Linked DNA regions of Mus musculus: region 1 is linked to region 2. Evidence: chromatin contacts called from public HiChIP or PLAC-seq data. All regions are on one chromosome and are shown on one strand. Each heading gives the region's core, a stretch centred on a gene start, on an enhancer-like site or on the middle of the called end of the contact. The rest is flanking DNA. Distances are from core to core; before and after follow the strand shown. Region 1 overlaps Jarid2 (jumonji, AT rich interactive domain 2). Region 2 holds the start of Dtnbp1 (dystrobrevin binding protein 1).

Region 1 (2,700 bases), core at 180-2,679, 200 kb before region 2:
AGAAGAAAATGAAATCCCAGTAAGGATATAGTGTACTAATCATGAAGCAGAAATCAGACAATGACAATGACAATGATCATTTGTAAGAAAAGCTGTTTGGGCAAACTGGGACACACCACAGCTTCCACACCGATTTGTTGTTTGTTTTAATTTTTGGGGACATTGCAAAGGCAGAGGGCACATATGGAGAAATGGGGAGATACACAGGATTGGGGTGTGCTATGTGAAAGTTACAATGAATCAGTAAAAGTAGTCTGGTTGAGCCAGTAGGGTGGGTGTGTTTAATTTCTTGTTGATGAAGATTATTAATATGTCATACAGGGCAATTGCCACCTCACTGCATGCAGTTCAAACACTTTCTACTTCTCAGTGCTGTTTAAATCTTAATATCTGACATGTTTGTTTTAGTAGAAATTGTTTTTCTAGTGTCTGCTGTTGTTTTTTTAAAAATAAATTAAGCCATATCCACCTGTTTGCTGTGTGGTGGGTGTAGGGAGGAAGGTGTGCCTTGATATAGTGTTTCTCTCTATCATGAGGATCTGAGGCATGGAACTTAGGGCAGCAGGCTTTGGACAGCACCTTCATCCTGTGACATCTTGCTCTTCTTCTGTGGCTATTTTGGTATAGTTTCCTTTCTCTGGTTTCCTAGTGTTCACTGCCACAATGTAGGTAGGATGCTTGGCTACCTTTTCTTTTTTCCTGTATGCTGATAGTGAGTAGTATTCATTAGGATGGGCTCTTTGTGTTGTCACATTTATTTGTTTAAGGTGACAATTGTGGGAAAGAAGGAGTCCTTATATAAAGTCAAAATTTGTGCTAAAGAACAGCTGTATTTGAAAGATAAGTTGATATGTTAAAAAGTTTATTTTTGGAGCCCAGGTAGTGGTAGCTGGCATGGAATTGGACTGTGACTTACACCAGGATGCACCGAAACTCAGACTTACCCACTTCTGGTCCCCGAGGGCTGGGTCATTATGTAAAGATTTCTTTTTATTTTTAACTAAGTGCACGTGCGTATGTCAGAGAGAGGTACGTGCAGGATACAGAAGAGGATTTGTGGATTCTCATGGAGCTGGAGTTACAGGTTTTGAACTGTTTGGCATGGTGCTAGAAACAGAACTCTGCTCTTGCCAGAGCTCTTACTCACTGAGTCGGAGCAGTCTTTCCATGAGACAGGAACTTACCATTTGGCCTAGGCTGTCTTTCAAGTCACGGAGATCTACATGCCTCTTCCTGTCCAGTGATGGGATTTAAAGGTGTGCACCATCACTCCTAGCCCCTTTTTACTAATAAGACTATTAAAAATACTGGCATAGTGATATTACAGAAGTCTGGCTTGCCTAGCTAGCAGTCTTGAGATGCCCGAGAACCGTATTGGGTCATACCCAATGAGGTAGCAAGTAGTCAGCTCTGAACTTAGGCAGCGACCATGACGCACCCACTGATGGTCGCTTTTTTTCCCTTTTCCTTTTAAAGAGTGAAATAAAAGAGACTGTTCTCAAGAGGAAGTGTGTTTTCTGCCCACGCTTTCCTTCCTGTCCCTGTGATGTTAGGGAAAATGTTAATTTGGTGGTTTTGTATAATTTTCTTGTCAGTGGAAAAGTGAAACATTGGTGCAGAGAAGTAGCAGCTCCCCCACTCCAGCCTCTGTCTTCTCCTTTGCTGGGTGGACCTATTTACACGAAGGTTCCTTTCCCCCATGCAGTCTTTCCTGCTCCTGCACATTTGGCCTGGAAAATTTGCAAGCTGTTCTCACATATACTTGAAATTTTACTTTGCAGTAGCATAGTAAGGTGAGTGTAGGGAGTCTCAGCATTTGCATAAGGGAATGGTGTAGTCCAGTGGGTTTCACCTGTGCCATGACCAACAAAGACAACCTTTGTTTCTAAAAATACTTATATTATATATGTTTCATAGAGTAGCAAAATTTCACTTATGAAATAGCAAGGAAGATGATTTTATGGTTGGTCACCACAACCTGAGTAGCTGTATGAAAGGGTCACAGCATTAGGAAGGTGGAGAACTGCTGCAGTAGATAGTAATTAGTTTGGTCTTTTGTTTAAGGACCTGCCACTTGCTACACTTGGTTGACCAGGTTTCCCCAGAAAAGGTCTTATGCTGTACAATAGAAATTATTGATATGCCTGTCAGTTTTTGTTTTGTTTTTTTTTTTAAATTTATGAGTACACTGTTTTCAGATACACCAGAAGAGGGCATCTTATCCCATTACAGATGGTTGTGAACCACCATGTGATTGCTGGGAATTGAACCCAGGGCCTCTGGAATAGCAGTCAGTGCTTTTAACCGCCAAGCCGTCTCTCCAGTCCCCTTTATTCATTTAAACTTTTTTTTCCTTCAAAGATTGATATATATATATATATATATATATATATATATATATATATTAATTATGTGAACTGTTTTCAGACACACCAGAAGCCAATTATTTTATTACTACTTGCTTAGTCTTTTCGTTTGTATGCAATGTTTTCTCATCTTAAACTTCTGACCTCCTAAACCCCTCCACTTTCCTATCCCCGACCTCCCCTTGCTGCACCCACCATTTCACTGGCCTTTCACTTTGGCTACTGGAGGTCTAAACTGAGGTCTTCATTCTTGCTCAGAAAAGCACTTTTTGCTCTGAGCCCTCTAGCCTCAGTCCCCAGACTTTAGTAAATGGAAAGGAATAAATAATAGAGG
Region 2 (2,700 bases), core at 131-2,630:
CAACCATGAAAAAACCTCATCACTGAATAATTCCTTAGGCGCCCATAATCGATATTGACAAGACCACAAAACTAAAATCATCAATAATGCTTTATATACATTGGACACCTTCAAGTATCTGACAGCTTGTTACTATTCAACAGGCAAATGGTATAAAGCAGTTTTTTTGTTCCACGAGATGGGAGATCGGCTGTCATTTTTCCCATTAATTATTAAAGTATAGCATTATGACAAAGGTGCCCTCACATCAGGAACATTCGCCAAACATATGACAGACCAGCAGGGGGGGATGGTGGTGGATGCCTGAAATCACGTTGCATTGGGGCAGCTGAATCAGGGAGTATTCCCACCAGTTCAAGTCTGATCTAGGGTAAAGTATCTGTGAGGCGCTGTCTCAAAACAAAAGCCTGAACAAACCAGAGGGATGGCAGATTCTTTACAACGTGACTTTTTGTAAAGCAATAAAAGGAATTATAAACGAAAAGCCATACAAACAGTGCTTCCTGCCTATTTAACACAGCCACTAATAGTCCCATTAAACTGCGAGCGAGATAAGCACCATCACTATCTTACAGTACAGTAAGCAGAGACAAGAGACCCGGTAACTCGCAGTCAGGTTAAGAGGTAAAATCCTACAATAGTGCTTTAGGCAGCCTGGTACCCACTCAAGTTCCCCGACTTTGTAGCACATCGGAATCCCGTGACATTCCAGCTTAACCCAAGCTCAGAGAGGGCGAGAGCCAGGAGATTGCGAAAGGTTCCCGGGGGCGTCCAAAGTTTAGGCAACTCCGGGTGTGAACAGCTCCGCTCCAGTTCTGTCCCTCTGGGCCCAGCTCCTCCGTCACGGTGTTAAACCAGGGTAAAGGCAGAGAAGGCCGGAGAAGGGGTGGTCAAGGATCGGGCCGAATGGCCCGGTGTCCCCGCTGAAAGAGGAGGGGAAGGCGGGGGCCCGTGAGTCCTGCCCCGGGGTAGGCCGGCGGGCTTCCAGAGCAGAGGACACAGCCTCTCACGTGACCATCCTGCCCCGTCAAGCAGAGCTGCCCCGCGACAGGGCAGGAGGGCATCCCTCCCGCTGCGACCAAAGTGACTCGGTGCCGCCGCCGGGACACCGGGAAGTTCGTTGTCTCCGCGCGCCGACCGGACGGCAGCCCCGCGCCCACGCGCGTGGGGGAGCCCTTTCGGCCGCCCACCGCGTACTCACCCGGAGGTGAAATCCTGCTGTACGCTCAGCAGCCGCTCGCGCAGGGTCTCCAGCATCGCGTCCCCTCCCTCAGGCCTCGCGCCACCGCGCCCTCGGACGCCGTCGGGCGTCCCCTCGCCCCGCGCGTCGGCTCTCGCTTCACCGCGCCGCCGCCGCCGCAGCCTCCCCGGCCGCCGCGCCTTCCGCGTCCCCGCCCCCCTCCGCGCGCCCGGCCGGCGCAGCCGCAGTGCGGCGCTCAGGGGAGGCTCGCGCGGCGCCGAGGGGCGGGGCCTTCGCGAGCGCGCTCGCCCGCTCTGCAGACAGGGCGGGAAGCCGGCCTTCTCCAAGGTTATGACTGCTTCTTGGAAGGATGATTTCAGGCCCCTGCATCCTTTAGTTGAAGGGTTGGTTGGCTTTCGAAGGTCGGAAGAGCGCTGCGGGAATCTCCTGGGTGGCTGCGCCTCCCTATAACAACACTGCTTTGGTACTCCGTATTGGGGTTTGTCGGTGATGATCACCTGTCTCCAAACCCTTACTTTGCCCACTCTAGATCTTTGACTGACCCCGTCAAATTTCTGTGCCCTTCATCTCTCCATGTTGCCAAAGCCATGTTTCCCCTCCTCTGCCCCCTTGTGGGGGTGGAACTCGGTTTCTTGCATACCAAGGCTCTCCCACTGAGCCAACCCTCTTTATTCTGTGCGTCAATCTTTTCTCAACCTTTCAGTTATCCTCAGAGCAGTTGCTCACCTTTTTTCTTCCTTTCATCCCTTCTGTCCCAAAACTACGTGCACAGACTCCTCCTCCTCTCTATGCACTTTCCCTGGGCTAGTCTAGCCGTCATCTATTGTAGGGTACTCCTCTGTTTTTGCTTGCCCCCTTCCTTTCCTCTCAGTTGTTTCACCGCGTTGTCCCCGGGACATCTCAAGCATCCTTTGTGGCATACTAGACAAGCACTCTGGCAGTGGGTGACATCCCCAGCCCTTCCACGTGGAAAAGGGGATTAAAACACTCCGAGCCTTTTCTACTCAGGAAAGACGACTACTGAGCTAGGAAGTTGGATATTTAGTCATGCTTTTTTTTTTCCTTGAGTGCAGACTTCCAAAATGAGGATTCATTTTGCTTTAAGACTGGCTACCAGGGTGACACCCTCTTTTTTAAATGACAAGATGGTCAAGGTTATAAGAGGTTCAGTATCAGGAGCTCAGCTTCTCTATCAATATTAGTCATGTGTTTCATTAGCTGTATCAAAATAGAATCGAGGAGTTAGCTTCCTGCTAGGGTTTGCACGTAAATTGTTTCTACAGATTTATATGCTTGAACTCTCTTGTGTGAGAAATATGGACCCTCACTTCATAATAAGAGCCCCGTAGACTTGGAGTAGTGTAAGTGTGGCAATTCATTTTTGCCACTTGGCAAAGCCAGGCACCAGCCCAGAATGGCAGGCCCGCTGAGCATCGAGAACAGCTTTTGCAACCCCAAAGCAGGGCCCTTTTCCCCTTTAGTCTTTGTTTGAATAACCA

The links. HiChIP or PLAC-seq counts read pairs in DNA pulled down with a chosen protein or histone mark.
Region 1: a contact with region 2 is called in an H3K4me3 HiChIP or PLAC-seq map of the 230-238 cell line, with 17 read pairs. The contact joins the enhancer-like site here to the promoter of Dtnbp1 in region 2. A contact is called at or near these places in 2 of 15 datasets of contacts at CTCF or cohesin (the G1E-ER4 cell line and the NIH/3T3 cell line), 2 of 484 Hi-C or Micro-C datasets (centroblasts and myeloid progenitors), 6 of 115 datasets of contacts at active chromatin or transcription factors (the 230-238 cell line, the SCID.adh cell line, astrocytes and 2 more) and 2 of 9 other capture datasets (adipose tissue and liver).

Annotation. Positions count from the first base shown.
Region 1 is chr13:44,798,757-44,801,456 of GRCm38.p6, forward strand. All of the region lies in intron 1 of Jarid2 (jumonji, AT rich interactive domain 2), which reads left to right. Among named protein-coding and RNA genes, the nearest start is that of Jarid2, 69 kb to the left of the region's middle. Within about 2 kb of position 1,430, at least 94 of the 459 cell types and tissues checked have an H3K27ac peak or open chromatin away from gene starts, as enhancers often do. A contact at or near this core is called in the 230-238 cell line, adipose tissue, centroblasts and 2 more, where this site is marked.
Region 2 is chr13:45,000,716-45,003,415 of GRCm38.p6, forward strand. It overlaps Dtnbp1 (dystrobrevin binding protein 1), which reads right to left and starts at 1,381. Exons shown (of 10, transcript NM_025772.4): 1 at 1,202-1,381. The coding sequence starts at 1,257.